Regions from separate parts of the Mus musculus genome. Here regions 2 and 3 are each linked to region 1. A link is a contact called in public HiChIP or PLAC-seq data. All regions are on one chromosome and are shown on one strand. Each heading gives the region's core, a stretch centred on a gene start, on an enhancer-like site or on the middle of the called end of the contact. The rest is flanking DNA. Distances are from core to core; before and after follow the strand shown.

Region 1 (3,672 bases), core at 309-2,808:
CTTTTTGTTCATATTTTCTAAACTGTGTGAAATGAGTATGCTACACATAAGTTACTTTTAGAAACAAAAATCTATACAGTGTTTCCATTGCTTTAAGTGAAACATTTAAACTGTGGAGATGTGAGTCCGATCTTCTGAAGACTTCCACTTGAAGTCCTGCTGCCTTGTAGAATGTAGGGGAAAGACCAGATAGCTGAATGCCAATATTAACACACTAGGTGAAAACCAGCCTACGAATTAAAGTTTATATACACACCACACTTAGACACACATAATCTCCATCATATACACAGATACACCCATACACTATCCACTTAGACACAGATAACCCCTTACACACACACACACACACACACACACACACACACACCCACCTTCTTTTAGATTTCTGTTCTTTGAAAACACTCCCCTAGAGAGACTTTTCTTTTGTGGCTTTGGACTTCATACTCTGATAATGTTGCCATTTTCTTTTGCCTTGATTATGGTAACCCAGAACCTCATTTATTCTGATTCAGCCCAAGAGGAAATCACTGTAGCTTTTCAATTTTGCCATCTATCAGCAGGGTCTGGAACTACGACCCACAGCCTGGCAAAATACGTTCCACCCCCACAGTCCAAGTCAAGTTCAATGCTCACTCCATGCAGTCACAGTGCACAGGGCCCAGCCAGTGCTGCACATTTAACTGAAGCAACAAAATGTTAGTGGCCAGAGCTTGTGCGACACTCCCTATACTTGAATGTCTGCCAAGAAGTTGATCTAAGCTGCAACATTTTAGAACTGGCCTTGGAGCAAACATGCATTTGCTAGAGCAATGACGGATGCTTTGCACGTCCCATCAGGTCTGGAGATATATATATATATATATATATATATATATATATATATATATATATATCCATCCTATGGTTCCATTGCCAAAATTCCATAGTTAAGTCCCTGAAGCAGAGCATGGCCAGAATTTGTCCGACCAGGTTTCACTCTGGGGCTGTAAACTGCCACACTTGCTGCTTAGTGGGAGGACAAAGCCCACCCCACTGGCCTCTGCCACAGGACCAAGTGACTTTCAAGCTGTTTCTTGCCAGGAGTGTGGGTGGGCAGCAGGCAGGATCCCAGCGCAACAAACTAGATGCAATTGACTGTAACCCAGAATTTTTTTTTAATGGCTGTTTTGGATGGTGGTACTCAGCAACCCCCAACCCCCATCCTTCATTTCTCCTAACAGTTATACATCAGGAAAACAAAGCAAGGAGCAGAGGGAGGTGGGGTGTCGCTGAAGCTAGTTTGTGCCAAATACAGTTAAGGGTGGAGAGGGAGGTGGGATTGGAAAGGGGGGAAAAATCAAGTCACTTTCAATCATGTGTCACACCTTTAAATAGTGGTTAAATCTCTGCGTTGTGCAGCTCATCCTTTTACAACACGGGGCTCCCTTAGAGAATTTCCCTGTTTACACTGGGAATTCCTCCAGGGCCGCATCAATAAAGCTGAACAGATGTCAGGGTGGAATGCCAGCGGCGATGGCTGTTGTCAGGGGTACTGGGGAGGCAGTCACAGAACAATGAGAGACCGCGTCTGCTACACAAAGCCCTCGCGCGTGGGTCAGGTTCTGCCACTGTGTAGAGATTCCACCCTACCCTTTGTCTGGGCACATTGCCTTTCTTGTTTCTCGATGACAAGGGTTGACACATGTCACCCGGCCCTATCAGGAGTGTTATTTGTTTGCCACTTGCGTATGCGCCACTGTTTCTGACCTCCCTGCTTCCCCCACTGGATGCACAAAGCGGAGCTGAGATTCTCTAGCCCAGCCCCAATCTACAATTTCATTATGCACTTTGAGTGGGAAGTGGGATGTAGATGTCCTTCTTTTTAATTAAAAACATGATTGATGAGACTTAACTGACAGTAGGAAATGCAATTTAAATATTCCTTAAAGAGGCACTAACCCTGTTTGCGTGGCGAACCTTGGCGTCCCCTCCCAAAGTTGCAACCAGCGGGGAGAAAGGAGATTAAAACAAAAAGCCTTGTTCAAGTCCCGTTTGGAGGCTGCGGAAGACTGGTAATGTTAGACGGCCACTGCAGCCCTGTAACCAGAAACTTCTCGCCGTTAGGAGCAGTGTGAGGTGTTACACAGAATGGGATTGCTGGGGGGGGGGGGGGGGTAGAGGGGGCGGTGAGCCGCGTCTCTCGTGAAAACTGGAGAATATGCTATGAAACTGCGACCGGGCCACACCAGCACATTCACTACATTTTTTTAAAATGCCAATCTGTTTCTACAAGACCTCAGACCCAAACTTTCCATTTCCCCAGATCTGCAAAAAAAAAAAAAAGTGGTTTCCTGCCCTTTCAGGGTCGTGTGGCTGAGTTTTTCTGGCCTTGGGTTCTTCAAACTGTCATTTTAAAATAAGCTTTAAAAGAACGTCCTTAGCCCTTGAACAGGACACGGCCTGTACTTATACGGAAGGAAGAGAACATTTACCACTTTTTTTTCCCTAAAAGACCCACTCAGATTCACTAATCTGACAGCTAAGTTATTAGAGAAAATTCTTCAAACAACAGGACACAGTAACCTAAAAGTCTAGAGGAACCCCAAATCACATAGGCAGGGCCTGGGATAAGCGTGCTGAATAACGGGGTCTTCCTGCATCTAGAAATAATGAGTGAGGCTGAACGTTCCAAAATCCACAGCAGTATCAGTTTAAGGTTTATCTTTAAAGTGGGTCCTTCTCTTTCTCAGCCTCCAGCGATTCTCCTGGGGTGTGTTTTGTTGCTGTTCTTTGGAGAAACATTTCATATTGCTTACCATGAATGTATTTATTTTCTGAGACATGTCGGCCTAGAATTTTAAAAGCGTGAGAACTGTATGTCTAAGGAGAGCCTGATCTATCTCCGAAGCTTTGGTGCAGCACACACTTCCTATGTGTTTTGTACCTTAAGATTTTATCCTAACATTTCAAAAACCCTTTACGAGGAGCAGTAGATGCCATGAAACACCCATCCCTGCCCACTTAATGCCTAATTAAGGGCTAACAACAAGAAAAAGGTTTTCCTGAAATTTTTGCATTAGAGGAAAAGGGCTACAATTTTGGGGGGTAAGTATTTAACTAGCAAAGGTTAATTAGAATTGTAGCAACGGAATGTAAAAATAACAGATTCTGGTCAATCGATTAATGAGATGTCAGAAGGTATGAGAATTCACCTTTGGGAGAAATGTATAAAAAAATTTTTTGCAAAGCTTTAAAACCTTGCCTTTTATTTAGGTATTAACACAGGCAAAGGCTGTAGATGTTTCTCTGTCGATAATAATGCATAGAAAACTAATGTCCCCAAGTCAGCCGCAAGCAATACCAAAGTGTTACCTGACGTTTCTACCACCTGAAAACTCTTCATTCAGTCCCCCAAAGGTGAACCAAGTTTCCACAAGAAGCCAAGCCTTTAGTAGCTCTGCATCCTCCTGTGTCCACTGCATCACACACTCAGATTAACTTAAAGGACAACTCATTGCAAAAAATCTGGAATTTAAGCAATTGAAACGGAATGTTTTAAAAAGCCCATTCTGGAAGTATTACAGGTCGAGTCATCTATCCTGTATGAATTATGGGATGGATTGGAGTGACAGGTCCAGAGAAAGCACCTCAGACATTTTTCCTTCCTCAATTGCCTCCAATGGCAAGCAG
Region 2 (3,672 bases), core at 304-2,803, 290 kb before region 1:
GGGATTGGACACACAGAGTTGGCATGCACCACTGTCCTTGCTCACCACTGGAATCCTCTTATGTCTTTGTATCTCCGACAATTGCTACTTTGCTTTATTGCTTGAGACTCCTCCTGAGATGGTCTCTTTTAAAACATGCAAGCCATTAGTTTAAGAAATCCTGAGATTCACAGTTTGCATACCAGTGGAAACAGGCATCTGAGTTCCCCTGTGGCCACATATTCACCACGCCTGGCAGAATGCTGGCATTTACAGAGGCTCAGAGTGCGGGCTCCAATCAAGGTATGGCTGAGCTGGCTCCTTAGCCTCTGAAACAGTGCCCTCCACAGGTTAAACAAAAAGTGCCACAGTGATAAGCAAGGGGGGGGGGCGGGGTAAGGAGAAGCTGGGTGTGGAGGTGCTCACCTCTCAAGCCAACATTCCAGAGGCCAAGTTAGTCCAAGGGTAGCCAGCCTGGGTTACATAGTGAGATCCTGCTTCAAAACACAAACGGAAGCAGAGGGAACATCAAGGAGATAGGGAGGGAAGAGGGAAGGGAGACACAGAGATTCCACACAAGAGAGACATAGGATCGGAAGTAAAGGAGGAAGAGAAGAGACAGGAAAGGCATTGTGTCACAACATTCCAGACCCCAAAAGGACCACAGCAACCATTTGATGAAACACCCTCACGCTACTGGATAAAATATGACCGTTCCAGCTGGTTTTCAGTATAGATCTGCTAGTGTGTGCGTGTTTGTGCATGCGTATATTTGTGTGTTCCTGCAGGTGTGTGTGTGTGTGTGTGTGTGTGTGTGTGTGTGTGTGAAAACTGAGGTGAAAAGGCATAGGATAAGTGACTTGAAAGGTCACAGAACTCAGGAGCGTCAGTGGAAAGATGAGAAGACAGCCTACCATCCAGTGCCCCTCACCCAGGCTCTGTCTTCCACACAACATCCTGAGTGTATTGGGGAGGAGGAAGAAGAGCAGAGAAAGGTGTGTGTGTGTGTGTGTGTGTGTGTGTGTGTGTGTGTAAAGAGAAGTCCATTTGTGTCTCTGTCTCACACCACTACCACATCTAGCTTTTTCTGTTTTGTTTTGCATGGCCAACATGCTTGTGAGAACTGAAGCATCTCCCCTGGTTTTGAATACTAGTGCCCTGTAAGCAGAGGAAACCCGGCAGTTACTTTGCTGCCCACTCTGAAATTCTTTAAGGCATTCCCATGTATACTTAATTTTTTTTTAGCTTCCTCTCCCCTATCTCCCTGAACCCCATCTCTGTCGCATGGTTTGACCCCTAGCATTTCCCCTTGCACTTGAATATCGAATTCTAATTGGCAGGAGGCCAGGGCCAGACTGCCCAACCTGCTGGGAGCCTCTGCACTAACTCACAGAAACAAGTTTCGTGTTCCGTGGTGGCCACATGTTCCTCGTCAGCCTGCCCCAGATCTAGACTGTTTGCTCAAATATCCTGACATTCCTAAAATTTCACCTGGCCTAGAGTATAAAAACACAGCGAAACAGACTTTGACAAGGATTTAAAACAGATCTCTCAAGTGACTTCATCCCTAGCCCCCTCCTCCTCGTAGCCTAGACAATCAAGAATTAAAGCAGGGGACTGAAGATAGTTCACATTCTCCTGGCTTCTAGAAAACTCCCCGGGGCCAAGAACTTTGGCATAGGAATGTGGAGTTTAAGGTCACACAGATCTGATGTCAAATAGTTTATCGTGTATGTGTGTTCCTATGATTAGGATGCATGCTGTCTCCCTGACACCGTAGACAGTATCAGCTGCACGTAAGGATGGTAAAGACACTACTGTAGCATGGAACCAGGGTGCCTAGAGGGCATGTGATCTATGAGTGTGAACTACATGTGTGGCTTTGAGCATCTCTCTCTCTCTCTCTCTCTCTCTCTCTGTGTGTGTGTGTGTGTGCGTGTATGTGTGTGTGTCCATATGTAGAGGCCAGAGGACTATCTCAGCTGTCATTCCTTAGATGTGTCCCTTCCTCAAGCCCCCTCCTTGACCTGCTCTTTAGAGACAGGGTCTCTCACTGGCTTTGAACCGCCTGGGGAATCCACTCCCGGTGCTGGATTAAAGCACACTACAGCCACACCCACTCCATCCAACTCTTTTGTTTTCCTTTGTTTTGTTTCGCATCACTTCCGCGGATGGAATTTGGGTCCCCATGCGTGCAAGGATTGATGTATTTCCCCAGATTTTGAATCTTAAGATGCCCTCTCGCACCAGCAATGTGGCTGTGCCCTCATGACAAGTCCCTTGACGATCTTATTCTTCTTATCTGTATCATGGAGTGACTTTTTCCATAGACGTGAGGACAAATTGAGATAATGCAAGTCCCATGCCAGGCACAGGACAGGCACCTGCTATACATTAGCCGTTATTATTTCCTAATGTCCTGTTTCTTTACATGTGCCCCGGAGTCCTTGGGGGGCACCAAACAAACTGGTTTAAAGTCCTTGGTCAGATCACCTGCCGGGGGCAGAGCTGTCCGCTGTCCTTTCGATCTCTGACATTCCTACCCAGGCTCCAGTGGGTTCAGAGAGTCAAGCATCAGGTTTTATGAATCTGAGATATTTGAAATATTGTAGGAGACTGTCAAAGAATACTTAGGCCACTCCAAAAAGGGGCCGTTCTTAATTTTCATCTTTCCTGCGAGTCAGAAAGATATATACTCTCCGCATAATGGCAGTTTCCTCGTTCTGAAGTTCTGGCAGGTTGGTGATACAATAAACAGTGCCCTGTCATGAGGAGTGCATAAAACATGGGCTGACATTCCTTTACAAGTAAAGAGAAACATGACTGCGGCAGATGACCTTTTGCGGAGGGCACAGCTGTTTTGTGTGGTTAGAGGGACCCGTGGTTTCATACTTAGGGGCTACGATATACGACTGGCTTTTCACAAAGTGTTTCCATGAGAAATTACAGTACGTTCCTGAGGGAAGCACCCCAGCTCTCGGCATTCTCGTTAGGCAGGCACAAAGGTCGCTTGCTCTCTTGATGTTTTCCAAATGATAGTATGGTGAATGCATGCTATTTGGAAATTCTCGAGTGTGGGAAGTGAGAGTGGTTTTGAGAGGGTGCAGGGGTCTCTTTCTTCCTGCGGGAGTTTCATCGTGGGGCTCCTGTCAGGTTGGGGACCTCAGCTTAGGAAGAGCTACTGGAAGTGCGATGCTTTTCAAATGATAGGTTTGTAAGAGATGCTAGATATATTTTTTTATTTTATCCACAGGCGTTTATTTCTTATATAAGATGTTACCTGCACAATAAATTAAAATAGACATGAAAATATCACTGGTCCACAAATTGTGTTGACATTGACTATTTTCTTCTATGACTTATTTTCCAAATTATTTTAACATATTGTTTATGTCATGATGTAATTTTTTAAAAACAAGAGTATTGCCTCTTCTTTTAATTTTTTAATCCAGTTCCCCTAAAAATCCCTGATAACTGAAAGCATCCCTGAATACGCTTAGGACCCCTCCTCCTCTCCACCTCTCCTCTAATTTAAAATAATAAGCCCACTGAGAGCAAAGCTTGGCAGTCTCTCCACAGAATGGGGGTGGGGGATGTGTGCCAATTACTGATGACCCTTGTGCCATTGTAAGAACGAGTTCTTGTCGCTCAGGTCCAAACCTGTCAACCGCTGGGCTTGGGGTGCTCATCTCA
Region 3 (3,672 bases), core at 360-2,859, 260 kb before region 1:
GCTGTCCCTCAGTATATATAATTCTATGACACCTTAAATACCAAAATCTGGATGCTGCCTTTAAAATTGTGTATTAGTCACATGTAGCTTACACATACCCTCCAGCATATTTCATTTTTTTAGTTGTTTGTTTATCGTGTGCATCTGTTTGTATGCATGTGAACGTATGGGTGCTAGAACCTGTTAGCGTGCTTGTGGAGGCCACAGCACGGAATTCTCTCATCGGACCTGAAATTTACCATGTAGGCTAGGCTGGATGGCCACTGAGTTTTTGAGATCCACCATTTCCACCTCCCTCACGCACATGCAACCATCTCAAGGTCTTATGTAGGTGCTGGGGATTTGAACTCAGATCCTCTTTGCTTTCAAAGTATGCATTCTTACCATGAGCCATGTCCATGGCCCCCCAAAAAGGCACGGTCGGTCGGTTCATCTGGAGTCAGTGCACACAGAGGCCCCCTGCCTTGTGTTCTCTGTGTCTGTGTTCCCTTCACGACAGCTAGCCCTGTTAGCTGCACCACAAGTATCTGAGAGCAGACCCTTCTAAACTTTTCCATGCACGGGTAACAGCTAATGCCCAGCTAAGTGCTTGATGTTTATGTTGTTCCTTTCCAGCAGGTCACCCCAACACCCACTGTCACCCTGCTGTGGCTTGCACGCGGATCCAGACTATATATATATATATATATATTTTTTTTTTTTTTGATGAGTCTCATAAAAGCCTCCCTTTACCAAGGCAATAATCGGGACCCGGTCTTTCAGCCTTTGAACTCCTCCAGAGAGAAGCACTGAGATTTTATGTGACATCATGGTCCCCAACATTGAAAGCCAAAGAACTAAGCTAAGAGGCTGGTTGAATTCCTTAGAAGGGAAGTGGGGCTTGTGGATCTGGGTGAGAAGAGTTTGTGAGCCTCAGAGGTAGACGGGTGGTTAATTTTCCTGCAGGCCCCTGGAAAAGTGGCTCCTGTACCACCCACAAGGCACATTCCTCAAGCCCACCAGAGACTGACCCCGTTCTCGCTTGATATTTATAGCCAGCATTAGCCTGTGATTATATTAACAGTCAAATGATTACTATTCTAGATGTGATTGTTAGTGTGTGTGTGTGTGTGTGTGTGTTCGTGCGTATGTTTCTATGTGTCCATGAAGTTCTCATCAGAGGGAGATAGAGTGATAGAAAAGGATTTTTGGAGGAAAACATACTGTCCCTTTGAAACTGTATTTCATAGAAACTGAGCAGGAAATTTTGCTAATGTCTGCATTAAAGAACAGAGTCTGAGTACCTGGAAGAGGCATTTTTAGGTGAGAGGATTGAACCCCAGGAAGAGTCTTGTCCTGGGCCACACAGATAGCACCAAAGAAAAAGCTCTCGACTCCTGATTCAGAGCTCTCCCCACAGTGCCCAGGGCAGTCTCTCCGAGTGCTTATTGCCTTCTCGTAGGGCTTGTCTGAAACCCAGCCTCCGGGTCTTTATATTTATCCAGGCCTTTCATCTTTTCCGCTACCCTGCGCTCTCCTCGGGCACCCGAGGCTGCTCCTGTCCCAGGAGGCTTGCAGGTAACTGCAGCTCTCTTTGGTTTTGCCTGTCTTGCAGTCACGTGACCAAGAGCTCTGCTCTTCGGAGCCCAGCTAGCAGTTGCTTAATCCTCCCTGCTTCCTCTGGGGTTTCTCTCTCTGGTTCCATGGGCCACCGTCTGTAAACTTCGGACTGTCCTCACAGACCGACCGACCGCGAACTGTGATGCCCAACCTTCGCTTCCGGCGGTCGCAATTGTTTTTTAAAGCGAGAACTTCATTTTAATCACCCTTGAGAACCACTCCGGGCTTCTACTCAGATGATTCGTATGCAATTCAAAGCAAATTGACGTGTGTGCATGGGTGTGCATGTGTGTGTGAGCATGCAAGCACATCAAGGCCCGCGTGTGGAGGTCAGAGGACAACTTGTGAGCGTGGGTCCTTTCCTCCCGCGGTGCGGACTGGAGCCCAGAGTCAAGCAGTAGTTCCGTGAAGCAGCAAAGCACCTTCACCCGCTGAGCCATTTCCCTGGCCCAGCCTTCGCAATATACAGACTACACTCTACATTTCTTTAGATCAACCAAGTGTCTTCTGAAACTTAAATATACGCGTTTGAATTGTTACAGCATTGCCATAACTGGGAAGCTAGCTCTAGGGAAAACAATTTAGATAATGAAAATAAAAGATGTTTAGGTTCTGGCTGGAATCACTCCCGCCCTGGACTGTTCAAGCCTGGCCTCATCTCTTTTGTTAACAAAAGTAAGGGAGGAGTGGCCTGGGGAGACAGATCAGTGGGTAAAGTCCTTGTTTCCTGAGCACTAGTATCTGGGTTTGTCCCCTCTGTACTCACATACAAAGCCAGGAATGGCAGTAGGAGCCTGTAATTCCAGCACTGGGGAGCAGAGACCAAAGGGCCCCTGGTCCCCATTGGCTGGTCAGCTTAGCCAAACCAGTGAGATCTAGGTCCTGTGTCAAAAACCAAGATGGACAGTATCCTAAGGAATGTCCCTGAGGTTGACCTCTGACCTCCACATATCTCTCTCTCTCTCTCTCTCTCTCTCTCTCTCTCTCTCTCTCTCTCTCACACACACACACACACACACACACACACACACAGCACTTTACTAACCATCTACTCCACATTTTTAATTCCAGTGCTATTATAGAAAGTACGGGGAAATATATTGTGTGAAATGGCCCCTGGCTCTAGCAGCAAAAAACACCATAGAGTGAGGAAGATTGTATCTAGGTTCAATTTTAGGCATGCCACCTATCAGCAACATGGTGTGGGACGAGCTACTTGGACATTCCCAGTCCTTATCTGTGAATTAGGAAGATTAGCACCAACTGAGAAGACTGTTGTGACAATTTAATGAAAAACAACAACAACAACAAAAAGCTCCCAAACAAAAACAGCTGCCTCACAAAGAATGAGAGCTGTTTGCAAGATGAAGAGGGGTCTAAGGCTTTAAAGGCCCTTCCAGTCACAAGGTTGCATTGCAGACCCAGCCCTAAGGGATTCAAGTCCAGAAAGAGATCACTAGAAACTTTTGTTAGGGCAAAACCTTGTTCTAATGCCCCTGCCTCCCTGGTTTAGGGTGTTTCCGCCTCCCTTTTCGGGGAGTATATGCTGTGTATGGTTCTGAAACCTGTGAGCGGGAGCCATTGCTGGAAGGAAAAGATGAGAGAGGGCCGGCCGACCGGCATCTCCACATTGCTGAATTATGTATCGCTCTTCCTGGGGAACAGCGATTGCTTCTTGCCCTGTTGAAGGTGGATTGGATTTGGCTCTGTCCCCATGCTGTTCGGGAGCTTATTCTAATAAGAACAACTTAATATTGCACCTGAACAGTGAAGCTTTCTCATCCCTCTAGGACATTCCCCGATTTATACCTTGGGCGGGCGCAGCCTTCCTGATTACTTCAGATGAGGAAACTGAGTTAGGCTCCCTAGGAGGGCTCCGGTGAATAATCTTAGGATTGACATTTAAATTCAATCAGCTTTTTTTTTTTATTTTCTTTTATTGTGATTTTTTTTTTTCTGCATTTGTCAAGGGCCAGACCCTGTGTGCCAGATACCTTCATGACCATTATTACATTGAATCCTTAAAATAACCTCACGAGACAAGGTTCCTATTATAAACTTATTTAAAAGATT

What was found. HiChIP or PLAC-seq counts read pairs in DNA pulled down with a chosen protein or histone mark.
Region 2: a contact with region 1 is called in an H3K4me3 HiChIP or PLAC-seq map of embryonic limb bud, with 5 times the contacts expected there. The contact joins two enhancer-like sites. A contact is called at or near these places in 5 of 115 datasets of contacts at active chromatin or transcription factors (embryonic hindbrain, embryonic limb bud, embryonic stem cells and 2 more) and 1 of 9 other capture datasets (embryonic stem cells).
Region 3: a contact with region 1 is called in an H3K4me3 HiChIP or PLAC-seq map of craniofacial prominence, with 4 times the contacts expected there. The contact joins two enhancer-like sites. A contact is called at or near these places in 2 of 484 Hi-C or Micro-C datasets (astrocytes and embryonic stem cells) and 8 of 115 datasets of contacts at active chromatin or transcription factors (craniofacial prominence, embryonic basal ganglia, embryonic forebrain and 5 more).

What each region holds. Positions count from the first base shown.
Region 1 is chr14:67,342,772-67,346,443 of GRCm38.p6, reverse strand. The region is part of intron 6 of Ebf2 (early B cell factor 2); the gene reads right to left. All of the region lies in intron 5 of 4930438E09Rik (RIKEN cDNA 4930438E09 gene), which reads left to right. Among named protein-coding and RNA genes, the nearest start is that of Gm6878, 30 kb to the right of the region's middle. Within about 2 kb of position 1,558, at least 74 of the 459 cell types and tissues checked have an H3K27ac peak or open chromatin away from gene starts, as enhancers often do. A contact at or near this core is called in craniofacial prominence and embryonic limb bud, where this site is marked.
Region 2 is chr14:67,632,227-67,635,898 of GRCm38.p6, reverse strand. No RefSeq gene overlaps it. Among named protein-coding and RNA genes, the nearest start is that of Gm24981, 67 kb to the right of the region's middle. Within about 2 kb of position 1,553, at least 6 of the 459 cell types and tissues checked have an H3K27ac peak or open chromatin away from gene starts, as enhancers often do. A contact at or near this core is called in embryonic limb bud, where this site is marked.
Region 3 is chr14:67,606,453-67,610,124 of GRCm38.p6, reverse strand. No RefSeq gene overlaps it. Among named protein-coding and RNA genes, the nearest start is that of Gm24981, 41 kb to the right of the region's middle. Within about 2 kb of position 1,609, at least 23 of the 459 cell types and tissues checked have an H3K27ac peak or open chromatin away from gene starts, as enhancers often do. A contact at or near this core is called in craniofacial prominence, where this site is marked.